2 separate regions of the Bos taurus genome follow, and region 1 is linked to region 2. Evidence: chromatin contacts called from public Hi-C data. All regions are on one chromosome and are shown on one strand. The core of a region is the stretch at or near the end of the contact, and the rest is flanking DNA. Distances in the headings are between cores, read along the strand shown. Region 1 overlaps ADGRV1 (adhesion G protein-coupled receptor V1). Region 2 overlaps ADGRV1 (adhesion G protein-coupled receptor V1).

Region 1 (6,259 bases), core at 2,319-4,818, 150 kb before region 2:
AAAAATGAGTTCATTTGTTCCATTTGCTAATTTCAGGGTGCAACTTTTTTTCCATTTAACAAAAGCACAAAAAAGTCAGTTTTAATTTTTGTTAGTTATATAATTCCTAGTTATGCTATCCAAACATGTTCACAAAGCTAACTTAAGCTAGGCATTGCCAGACTTGGAGGATGTCAATCATTTTCAGTGAACCAAAACACCAAGTATCAGACTTAATAGGGAACTGCTTGACCATCATTGTTATTTCACTCTCAGCTGATCTAATTTTTAGACACAAACCCAGTCCAAATATATGCATGTGCCCTAGATAGCTGCCATCTGTAAAGTTTATAAACATCAATCCCGCTGAAAAAGAAACATGTTTTTGTAGTTACTTAGGTGTTGTCAAAATGAAGGAGGGTAAAAAGATTTTATGTCTTTCTATTTGTATAACCAGCAAGTTAGACGGAGAAGGCAATGGCAACCCACTCCAGTGTTCTTTCCTGGAGAATCCCAGGGACGGGGGAGCCTGGTGGGCTGCTGTCTATGGGGTCGCACAGAGTCAGATACAACTGAAGCGACTTAGCAGCAGCAGCCAGTTAGAAGCCCGGCCATATTTAAGGTGTTAAAAAAGTTTAACACAATCTTTACCACTTTGATCTAACACTCTGCATGATGTTTTGTGCATATGAATTCACTTCTGTGTGGATGCTTGATTCCTGGATGTTGAAACTCCACGCCTTGTGTTCACTAGGACACGTGTGTGCTGTAACCCAACCGTGAGGCTTACCTGCAGGCTGTTGAAAATGACGAACAGAACCAACATCCAGAAGAGTCTGTAAGCCATGTGCAGGCCTCCCCAAAGCCATGTCATCGAAATCAGGGCAAAGAGATACAAAACCAGTGGAATTTCTAGACACCATAAAAGAAAAAGAATTTTTGAACTTGAGAATACTCCATAATCATACATATACACAAAATTATTTTTAGCTCCTTCTTGGAGATACCCCCTGTGCCCAAGTACCTGTTTTGCAAGAACAACCTTGGAAATCCCATTCTTAGGGATTCCAGAGAAGAGGAGGGAACATTGCTGAGTCTACATTCCTTCTGCTCTCTCTCTGCCCTCCAAGGCTGGAGAAGGATGAGACCTGTTCCTCTCCTAGACTACCACCTGCTGGCCTGTTCAGGAAGCGCCGGAGACGCACTCACATTTCGATCCCAGGAAAGGCCCGGTATATAAACCTGCTCACAAGCGCTCTCCGTCAGAAAATGGCAGGCAGCAGCGTGCTTCCAAAATTACAGCAGCCTACCTAGTCTAACGTTTTGAAACATTAATGAACTTGTTTGTATGTAATGGAAACATATGTATTCATCTCTTTTTTTCTGACTGAGTGGACACCAAGCTTTATAGCTGTGGTTCAGAGCAAAGATGAAGTGACTGATTCACTACTGTCAAGAGTAAGTTTATTCTACCATTATTTTATCATGAAATTTGTTTTGACAGTTCCCCGAACAGATTTCTTACGAGCCAAAGGACTTCATTACCCTTTCTACTTTATCTCTGATATTTGGGATTTAGAATAATAATCTTAAAAGGGGAGATAATAATATGTAAATGGCAAGCCATATAAGATATGGAAAGTGAATCAGATCTTCTTCTTCTTTAGTCATTAAGTCACGTCCAACTGCTCTGTGACCCCATGGACTACAGCCCACCAGGCTCCTCTGTCCATGGGATTTTCTAGGCAAGAATGCTGGAGTGGGTTGCTACTTCCTTCTCCAGGGGATCTTCCCGACCCAGGAATCGAAACTACACCTCCTGCTTGGCAGGCAGATTCTTTACCACTGATCTTACCTGGGAAGTCTGTCTTGTAGAGCATCCTTAAATTTGAATTTGATATTTTCTCATGATTTAGATTATAAACTTAGCCAGAAATCACAGAAGTGATGCTGGGTTCTTTTTACAGCATTCCATTGGTTTCCACAATAATTCAATTTGTCCCGTTATTTAGGCTGTTCGTTTTGGCCACTTGATTAAGGTAGTGCCAGCACGAGTCCTCCACTATAGAGTTAGTCCTTTTTCCTTTGTAATTAGTACGTATCTTGTATGGCATCACTTAGGAACTAGGTACATATTCTTTCACTTATCAAACATTTGATTTATTCATTTATTTTTATCATATAGATTCATAGATTCTCAATGTAATGGGTTATGGTATACTTTGTTGCTTAATTGCTAAGTCATGTCCGACTTTTGAGACTCCTTGGATTGTAGCCCTTATACTACTACCTGTTTATTTTGATGTTCAAATTGTCCTAAGTCTGATTCATGGGAGCCCCTTCAAGATGGTTTCTGTGACTTCTGTCAGGTCATCGTTCTGGGAGCATTTCCTTGCTTCTGACCCAACAAGGCATTTCAAGTTCATCTCATACTTCCCCTGCCACAGTCCTGGTTCCTTTTAGTAGAAGGGTGTTTAGAAACCAAGGTCCGGGGCTGCATATAGTCTTTGGTGTTGGATTGCTGCTGTTCCTAAGTCCTCTCAGAGCTAGAGCATACATGTCTGTGCGTGTGCATGCACGCGCGTGTACACACACACACATCCCTATATCTATATCTATCTCTGTATAATGAAAAACATCCTTTTATACCAATACTTTCAATTCCAATCCAGTGCCACAAGGTTAACTGTAATTTTCTCTTTCTCTGTATTTTAATTTCCTTCTCTGTTGGTAAGCAATGTACTTCTCTTTATTCCTAAAATATTTACCTATTTGATCAGCTCGAGTTGATTGCAACCAATCTCCCACTGCTGTCATCCGTCCCTGGCACAGATGGCCCCCCCAAACCCACTCAGGGTCTCATGAGCCTTGTGAGTACACCCCACTGTTCACATGGATGCCCCCTCACGATGATGGGGCTGGGACCCTCCACCCTGGGCACCTTCCAGTGGGTACATACCTTGCTCTGTACAGACTAATGGCATTAGGACAGAATAGTTCCAGAAGAGAGAAGAAAAAGCAGGGAAGAAGGAACATGAGCATTTCTTTTTTTTTTTTTTTTTTGAGGAGACCATGATGACATCTTGTGAGATATTCTTTTCACGGAAAAAATGTCAATTGTCTATTACCACTACACAGAGCAAATAATAATATAATGCAACATAATTTACAGATGAATAGTCCTTTTGTCATTAATGCCTTACCATAGGACAGGAGTGAATATATTAAGGTTTATTTAGCCTTTTTTTAAAAAAATTTATTTTTGCTTAATGAAGTCATACAATTTGATAAAGCCCAGAAGACTCATTTGTGCTTCTGACAAGATACCCTAATATTTAGGAAACTGCCTAAGCTGTCCTTATTAAAGTTTTCAAAGGTTAGGTATTAGTCTGGCAATTGCCTGCTTTGCTCTCACTGTGCAACTACAAGATTCTATTTCTGGCTCGGTGCGCAGTACAAAAGGACGTGCATATTTTGCATGAACAGCGACAAACCAAATTGTCAAAATCTGGCCTGCATGTTTGTGTGAGCGCCGAGAGCCAGACGAGCGCTGTGTGCTGATAAAGCTCATTGCACAAGCCAAAAGAGCATACCAGGGCTGGCGAGAAACACCCAGAGCTCATGTTTTTCTGGAACTCTGCAGAAAAGTGTGGTAGCTTGGCACTCCAGATCAGAAACCGCACGGAAAGAAAGCCAGTCGTAAATAACTCAGCATACTGAACAGAAGACCCTTGCCTGCTTTTCTGGCAGTGCAACAATGACTCAGACCTGATTTCAGATGGAAGAAACATATCCAGAGGGAAATCTGGATTCTGTGGGCCTGAAGGTTATAAAACTCTGAAAAGTTTCTTTAAGAAATAAAAATTTCCAAAGCATAGTTAGATAGAAGATCTTGGAAGGGGCCAATGAAAGTTGAGGCCCTAAAATGTATGCTTCATCGGCTTTATGGTTAACCTAAAGGAGGTACCTTTCACCTTTCTGGGGTCAAGAGGAGTGTGTTGTGTTAGTTGCTCAGCTGTGTCTGACTCTTTGTGATCCCATGGACCACAGCCCACCAGGCTCCTCTGTCCATGGGATTCTCCACGCAAGAATACTGGAGTGGATTGCCATTTCCTTCTCCAGGGGTCTTCCTGACCCGGGAATTGAACCTGTGTCTCCTGCATTAGTAAGAGGGTTCTTTACCACACGCGCCACCTGGGAAGCCCATGGGGTCAGGAGTAACAGTGATCAAAAGAAGGGGTGTGAGAGTGGGAGACGGTAATGAAAGTGGGGGGACACGCTTCTTTCTGTTCAAAAGCTCCTATGAAATCCACTGGGCAAACTGAAAATGAATGCTCTTTTAATGAACAGCGTTTAGTTACATATTTCCTAAGCTGATACTTCACATTTGGTGAAAGGCTAGTAACTTTTCTGTTGGCTGTGTAAGCCGTGCTTACTGATGTAGCCATTTATAAGAGGCAATGTTAACAAGTTACATTTAGGAGTGAATTCCTTAACAGAAAACAGAATCATTCCAATGTTCTCAATAAAAGGAAACCCTTAAAACACAGTTCGGGGCCCATGGAATAATGGTATCTGGATTAAGACTGTTTAGACTCCCCTGGTGATCCAGAGGCTAAGACTCCACGCTTCCAATGCAGGGGGCGAGGTTCGATCCCTGGTCAGGGATCTAGCTTCCATATGCTGCAACTAAGAGATCATGCCACAACTGAAGATCCTGCGTGCTGCAATTAAAGATCCTACAAGCTGCAGCGAAGACAGAAGATCCCCCATGGCACAACCGAGACCTGGCACAGCCAATAATAAACAAAGAAACAAACGTTTTTCTGTAAAAAGACAGTGCTACCCAGAATATATAAACACCCTTACAACTCAACAGAAACCAAAAAACCCAATTCCAAAATGGGCAATGGATTTAAAGAGATGTTTCTCCCGAAAGATAAACAAATGGCCACTGAGCACAGGCAAAGATGATCAACATCACTAGTCACTAAGGAAAAGCAAATTAAACCCACAATAAGGTACGATGAATACCCACCAAGATGGCTCTTGTCGATATTATGAACACTACAAGTGTTGGCAAGGATGTGGAGCCATTAGAACCCTGGTGCCTTGGTGGTAAGACTGAAATATGGTGCAGCTGCTGTGGAAAATGGTTTGGTGGTACTTCAAAATGTTAAAAATACAATTACTATATAGTCTAGAAATTTCACTCCGAGGTATATGCTCAAAATAACTGAAAACAAGGACTCAGAGATTTGTACATCAGTATTCATGGCAGCACCATTCATACTATCCTAAAGGTGGAGACAACCCAAAAGTCCCTCAACAGGTGAACAGAAAAACAAAACGTGATATGTACATGCAATGAAATATTGCTCAGCCTTAAAAAGGGGTGAAATTCTGACGTATGCTACAACGTGAATGAGCCATGAAAACATGTTAAGTAAAATGAGTCAGACACAAAAGTACAAATACTGTAAGATTCCACGTACACGAAGCGCCTAGAACAGGCAAATTCAGAGACAAAGCATAGAATAGAGGTTACCGGGAGCTGGGGTGGGGTGGGGGTGAGGGGATGAGGGTGTTATTGCTTAATGGGTACAGAGTTTATGTTTGGGATGATGAAAAGTTCTGAAAATAGACGGTGGTAATGGTTGCACAGCACTGTGAATGCACTTATTGCTGCTGAACTGTACACTTAGAATGGTGAATTTTAAGTTATGCATATTTTACTACTATTTTTTTAAAGCTATACTATTAATAAAAAAAGACAAGCTTGTGTCAAGATAAAGTTCCACAATGAGGGAGAAAAAAAACAAATCCTTGAAATACTTACATTAGCAAGAATCACTAATGTGAAAAACAAAGCCATCTGAAAAGATTTTAGTGAAAGAAGTTACTGGTGGAAAGTAAAAAAACAAACAGAAAAATTCAGCCAGTGCATTTGTCATTTAGTATTACTATCATTAGAAAAGTCTACTTATGGGAGTTAGTAGCTTCCACTGAGAATACACAAAATCTCTTTATTTTTTAGTGTAAAATATGACTTCAATGAATTTCATTGCCATTTTTAAAGAAAGTATGGTGCTGAATTATCTCTTTTCTCTGTAATTGCAGCCTTGGCTTTATTGCTATGCACCAGTGGCCATTATGGCTTTATTATGGAAATCACACCTCATTTACATGAAGCTGAAAATTTATTCTGTGTTTACAATCTTCTAAAGTACTTGCTTTAATTTTACCTCACTGACCTTCTGAGTCTAACAATTTGGATGTG
Region 2 (6,512 bases), core at 782-3,281:
TGATTGCTCTTAACAAAGTCCGGGATAGGACCGTCTGCACTTAACGAATGAATGAATACATGGGGCCAGGTCTCTAACTCTGACACAACAAATCTGAAAATTCATGCTTTTTAAGGTAAACCAGCCAATCCCGATTTGAAATGCATTTTAAATGTTCAGTTATTCTCTTCAATAACAGAAGTTTGAAATTGTCTGAAAATTAAATAGCTGTATTAATTACTATCTCTAAGATGCAGAGTGTGATTTTTTCTCTGACACCCCTAATGACTTTAGTTAAATTTTATGTGCATCCTTATGACCAGGGGCCTGCTTATAGCAGTATGGGACCAGCCACAATGAGACTGACTTTCACATGCCACTAAGAAAATGTTCTCTATGGTCTGGTAATTCTCAACGGTGTTTATGTTTACGTATATATGCTACACACCATCCCTACAGTCTCTGATGATTTTAGGAAACTGAAAACTCTTCTTAACACAAATCACTGATTACTTTTTGTAACACTGCATTCTATTATGGCTTAATAGCCTCAACATTTCACAGCTGAGATAAAATTAGGGATCTATATGATTTTACTTAAGAGAAAAAAATATTGGGGAAAGAATCACTATTTTAAAGGCATTATTAGAACTTTTAATGAACATGTGAAACCAAAGAGACTGCATTTTTCTAAAAAATTAAACACCTCTGGCCACAAAACAATACCTAGAAAAACAGGTACCAACCAAAACGTCTGGAAGTTTTTGTTATTGTTGTTTTAACAACAATAAAAAAGGCCTGCTTTCACTAGCAAAAAAGGACTGTGTGTTAGCATCTTTAGCTTAGAAACAGAAAAAGTGAATACCCCAACAAGGTTTATTGGGTGCTTTGATAAATGAGCTTGGAAAGAGCGCCTCCTAGTGGGCGGACTTGCTCAATGTAGACGTGACAAGGTGGAAAAGTACCTTTCACGCGAAAATGAAATGGGAAATCATACTCCTAACGAAAAAAAATTCACAGCCTTGCAAACTCATTTCCGAGCAAATGACCACTTCCTTGAATTATCTCACCTGTTAAAATGATTACAGACAGATTTATCCACAAGGAAGATAAGCTAAAATAAACGACTAACTTTTCAGGAACTGTCTAACAGTGCTTGAGAAACCCTTTCTAGCAAGTGGAAAATTTCTAACAATTTAGGTGGTGAAGGAAAATAAAACCAAGTGAGTAAAGTAAAAACATAAAGTGAGAGTTCTTTATGGTCCTTGCTATTCTAACTTTGTAGCTCAGCTCCTCTGAACCACTTATTTTCTGATCAATTTCAATTAAGGTGTTAAGATTTCAAGTGCTCAAATCTAGATTAGTGGTAAACTGTCAGTGATTTTTCTCTCGGTCGGTATATAGCAAAGATTTTCAAGTATGTGCCTATTCAGAGATAGTGATTTCATATCTGTCCACCATCAAGGAAACACACCTAATTATAAGTTAATCAAAGAAGAAGAAAGGGCAAGTTACTGAAATATTTCTCTTCAGAAATTGTGTTGTCAATTGCATGCTGCTGAATCTTCTCTACTTTCCATGCTTCAATTTAATCATTATATACAATTTAGCTCTAAAGTACTGATGAGAGCAAAAAGGTATTTATTCTTATAATCCGTGATTGTAAAAGATTTACCAATTTCTAAGTAAAATTATATCACTTTTAAGCAATTAAACATTTCGCCCAGTGATATTTATCAATTTGCTGAACTAAAAATAAAAGATGTCAACTTTTCAGAAGCTCCACTGAGTTCGCTATATTCTTGGATAAATGACTAAGTTTTTCAATAACTGATTCCTTTCCTATCACCTCTCTACTCTTAAATCTCCACTGTTTCCCAATCAATGGTAAATTACAAGCTTCTTTGACACCTGGATCTTGATCACAAGCTCTTGCTTACCAGTTCAGTTTCATCTTCCACTTTGCCCCAGTTTTACTTTATACTCACTCCAGTCATCTTAAACTGAACTTTGATCTCTTTCTCCATCAACGCATGACAAATTCTATCAGAACTGCCTGTGTTTACCAAGGCTACTTGCTCTACTTGGACACACTGCAGCCAGTATCTCCTCTTCCCTTCCTCCTTCAACTGACCTATCAAAAGTCTACTGAGCTAATCTCTTTGCATGATCAGTTGGGATATCATCTGTTTGAAGTCACCTTGGGATGAATGAAGTGGTTGCTTCTCTGAGCTCTCATGGCACCTGTTCAGAAGTCATATTTTAGCACGGACACTCTGTAGTAAATCAACCTGTTTTGCTTTCCCCTTTTTAAAGTCAGGTACTGTTTATCCCTGGCCCTGTGCACCATACACTGTCCATAGTGGATGCTGTGCAAGTGTTAATTGAGTTGGGTAATCTATATTATATAGGGTCTCACACGATGAGAAATGTGTCTTTCAAATCTAGGTAAAATTATTATAATTAAACTTGAAACCACAGTATTTCCTCTTTTCCATTAAATGGAATGGTTCATAAAAGTGCAAGATCAAGCTGATTAGGATAATAAAATTATCACACGAGCAAAGGATAATTATATTGCCCACTCAGAAATTTGGACTCATGGAAATCTGAAAAAAATTCTCTAATATTTAAAAAATTAAAAGTTTAGCCAATATTGACATTTGGATACTTTCTATTTGGGTAAAAAACTTAATACACATGCAAAAAACAATATTGCACTTACATAAATTCACACATTAAATGCAAAGTTATAAAAATCCTTGGACTGATGTTGAAGCTGAAACTGCAATACTTTGCCCACATGACGCGAAGAGCTGACTCACTGGAAAAGACCCTGATGCTGGGAAAGATTGAGGGCAGGAGGAGAAGGGGATGACAGAGGGTGAGATGGCTGGATGGCATCACTGACTCGATGGATGTGAGTCTGGGCGAACTCCGGGAGTTGGTGATGGACAGGGAGGCCTGGTGTGCTGCGGTTCATGGGGTTGCAAAGAGTCGGGCACAACTGAGCGACCGAACTGAAATGAACTGAAGGGACTGGATGCTATGATCTTCGTTGTTTTGAAAGTTGAGTTTTAAACCAGCTTATTGATATTTAAGCCAGGTTATTGATATTTCTCCTGGCAATCTTTATTCCATCTTGTACTTCATCCAGCCCTGCATTTTGCATGATATGGAGAAGGGCATGGCAACCCACTCCCGTATTCTTGTCTGGAGAGTCCCATGGACAGAGGAGCCTGGCAGGCTATGGGGTTGCAAAGAGTCAGACACGACAGTGATTTATCATGCACGCAAGCACGCACTATGCATAGAAATTAAATAAACTGCATGACAATACGCAGCCTTGACGTACTCCTTTCCCAATTTGGAACCTGTCTGTTGTTCCATATCCGGTTCTAATTGTTGCTTCTTGACCTGATACAGATTTCTCAGGAGGCAGGTAAGGTGGTCTGGTATTCACATCTTGAAGAATTTTCCACAGTTTCTTTGTGATCTACAGAGTCAAAGGCTTTGGCATAGTCAGTAAAGCAGAAGTAGATGTTTTTCTCGAATCCTCTTGCTTTTTCTATGATCCATTGGATGTTCACAATTTGATCTGGTTCCTCTGCCTTTCCTAAATCCAGCTTGAACATCTAGAAGTTCATAGTTCATGTACTGTTGAAGCCTGGCTTGGAGAATTTTGAGGATTACTTTGTGAGTATGTGAGATGAGTGCAATTGTGCGGAAGTTTGAACATTCTTTGGCACAGACCTTCTTTGGTATTGAAATGAAAACTGATCTTTTCCAGTCCTGTGGCCTCTCCTGAGCTTTCCAAATTTGCTGGCATATTGAGTGCAGCACTTTCACAGCATCATCTTTTAGGATCTGAAATAGCTCAAATGGAATTCCATCACCTCCACTAGCTTTGTTGGTAGTGATGCTTCTTAAGGCCCACTTAACTTCGCATTCCAGGATGTCTGGCTCTAGGTGAGTGATCACACCACCATGGATATCTGGGTCATGAAGATCTTTTTTGTATAGTTCTGTGTATTCTTGCCATCTCTTCTTGATATCTTCTGCTTCTGTTAGGTCCATACCATTTCTGCCTTTTACTGAGCCCATCTTTGCATGAAATATTCCATTGTTATCTCGAATTTTCTTGAAGAGATCTCTAGTCTTGCCCATTCTATTGTTTTCCTCTTTTACTTTGCATTGATCCCTGAGGAAGGTTTTCTTATCTCTTCTTGCTATTCTTCAAAAGTCTGCATTCAAATGGGTATTATCTTTCCTTTTCTCCTTTGCCTTTCACTTCTCTTCTTTTCTCAGCTATTTGTAAGGCCTCATCAGTAATGCCTATTTGCATTTCTTTTTTCTTGGGGATTGTCTTGATCACTGACTCCTGTACAATGCATGAACCTCCGTCCATATTTCTTCAGGCACTCTGTCTATCAGATCTAATCCCTAGAATCTAATTATCACTTCCACTGTGTAGTCATAAGGGATTTGATTTAGGTCATACCTGAATGGTCTAGTGGGTTCCCCTACTTCAATTTAAGTCTGAATTTGGCGATAAGGAGAATATGGATGAACAACTGAGCTAAAATACAAACCTTCCTTAAGAATGACTTTTAATGTTTTTGTAGCCCATAGTCATCACTCTACTTTCCTTCACAATGTACAGAAAAAAAAAATACTCATATATCTATATATTAGTCAACAACTTAAATATACTCAGAGCAGTATAATCTATACTGGACCAACTCATGACCAAAAGCTATTTAGAGATGTGCCTGGTCATAAATAGCAAAACAAAAAGACAAATACTAGCAGTACCTTCGGAGAAGGCAATGGCACCCCACTCCAGTACTTTTACCTGGAAAATCCCATGGACAGAGGAGCCTGGTAGGCTGCAGTCCATGAGGTCGCTAGAGTCGGACACGACGGAATGACTTCACTTTCACTTTTCACTTTCATGCATTGGAGAAGGAAATGGCAACCCACTCCAGTGTTCTTGCCTGGAGAATCCCAGGGACGAGGAGCCTGGTGGGCTGCCGTCTATGGGGTCGCACAGAGTCGGACGAAGCGACTCAGCAACAGCAGTAGCAGCAGCAGTACCTTTTAACTTCCAGGTCGTGTGTGTATATATGCAATGTGTGTGTGTGTGTGTGTGTGTGTGTCTGTGTGTGTCTGTGTGTGTATTCCAGAATATATTTAATTTTAGATAATGCTTCCCTTACTCTTTAATTTTAGGTAATGATTTCTAAAGACACTATATCTCCGGAGAAGACAAGATGAAATGTAAACCTGGTCATTCGGTATAAATGTCCTGAGAGCCACTATGTAACAGATGCTCTGTAGAAGTTTTTGAGGACTCCGCATTGAACAAGATACAGTTCCTGTCAATGCATCAAGAACCCGATACACACACACACACACGTCACTGTTTAGGAGCTTTCCTGGTGACTCAGTGGTAAACAATCCTCCAGCAAATTAGAAGATGCAAGTTCAATCCCTGAAAGAGGAAATGGCAACCCAGTCCAGTAGTCTTGCCTGGGAAATCCCATGGATAGAGGAACCTGGTAGGCTATAGTCCATGGAGTCGCAAAAGAGTTGGACACGACTTAGCGACTAAACAACAACAACAAATATATATATATAATTTCTAAAGCCTGCACACCAGCAGATCTCATGGTTGCTAGTTACAAACACAGATGCTGATTCAGTAGGTCTGGCTGGACCCAGCATTCCACATTTCTCGGATGTCTCCAGTGGATGCCAGGGCCACTGGTCTGCAGACCACGTTCTGAGCAGTGAAGGTTTAAATTCTTGGCAACATAGGTAAAGCACTAATTAACTGTACTTCAAAGGAAGATTATCTAGGAAAGCCACTGATAGGAGGTGACAACTATACAGGATAAAGGGAGAAAGAGCTCTAGTTGCAGAAAACTTCAAAATTAAAAACATACAGTGACGAAAATGCATAATATAGTTAAATGATAATGATCTAGCAAAGGTGTTCCAAGTATAGAATATGTGAAAAGGGTGCCAGGAGACAAGGTCACAGAAGTAACCTGAGGCTGGGTGGGCCTGTTCTATACATCTGTCATGCATCATGGAATTTATTCACTAAGCAGTACAGAGATTCCAGGGGGATATGGGACCTTTTTTTGTTAATTTTTTTTATTGAAAATATCTGACATATAACATTATGTAAATTTAAGGTATACAACATGTTATTTTGGTACACTTATATACTGTAATACTATTCCTTTTGTAGTGATAATTAGCACCTATATTATTACATAATTTCTTTTTAGTGGCTGGGATAATTAAATTTTAGTCTCTTAGCAAGTTTGACGATTATAGCATATTATTGTTGTCTATATTCATTATACTATGCATTACACACCAATACTTTAGAAAGTTAATTTTGACATTAGTACGGGGAATGGACTGGAAGAGATAAACATAATCAGGGAAACAGTTATCTGAAATATTTTAAGCTAGAGATGCTGAAACTATTGGGGCTTCCCTGATAGCTCAGTTGGTAA

What was found. Hi-C and Micro-C count contacts between places; a contact is called where the count stands out from the background.
Region 1: a Hi-C map of liver shows a contact between it and region 2, with 2.7 times the contacts expected there. The contact joins two enhancer-like sites. A contact is called at or near these places in 2 of 11 Hi-C or Micro-C datasets (liver and skeletal muscle).

The regions. Positions count from the first base shown.
Region 1 is chr7:90,593,325-90,599,583 of ARS-UCD2.0, reverse strand. ADGRV1 (adhesion G protein-coupled receptor V1) reads right to left here. Exons shown (of 90, transcript XM_010807603.4): 87 at 770-891. Among named protein-coding and RNA genes, the nearest start is that of MIR2464, 200 kb to the right of the region's middle. Within about 2 kb of position 3,568, at least 7 of the 102 cell types and tissues checked have an H3K27ac peak or open chromatin away from gene starts, as enhancers often do. A contact at or near this core is called in liver, where this site is marked.
Region 2 is chr7:90,445,455-90,451,966 of ARS-UCD2.0, reverse strand. All of the region lies in intron 83 of ADGRV1 (adhesion G protein-coupled receptor V1), which reads right to left. Among named protein-coding and RNA genes, the nearest start is that of MIR2464, 57 kb to the right of the region's middle. Within about 2 kb of position 2,031, at least 2 of the 102 cell types and tissues checked have an H3K27ac peak or open chromatin away from gene starts, as enhancers often do. A contact at or near this core is called in liver, where this site is marked.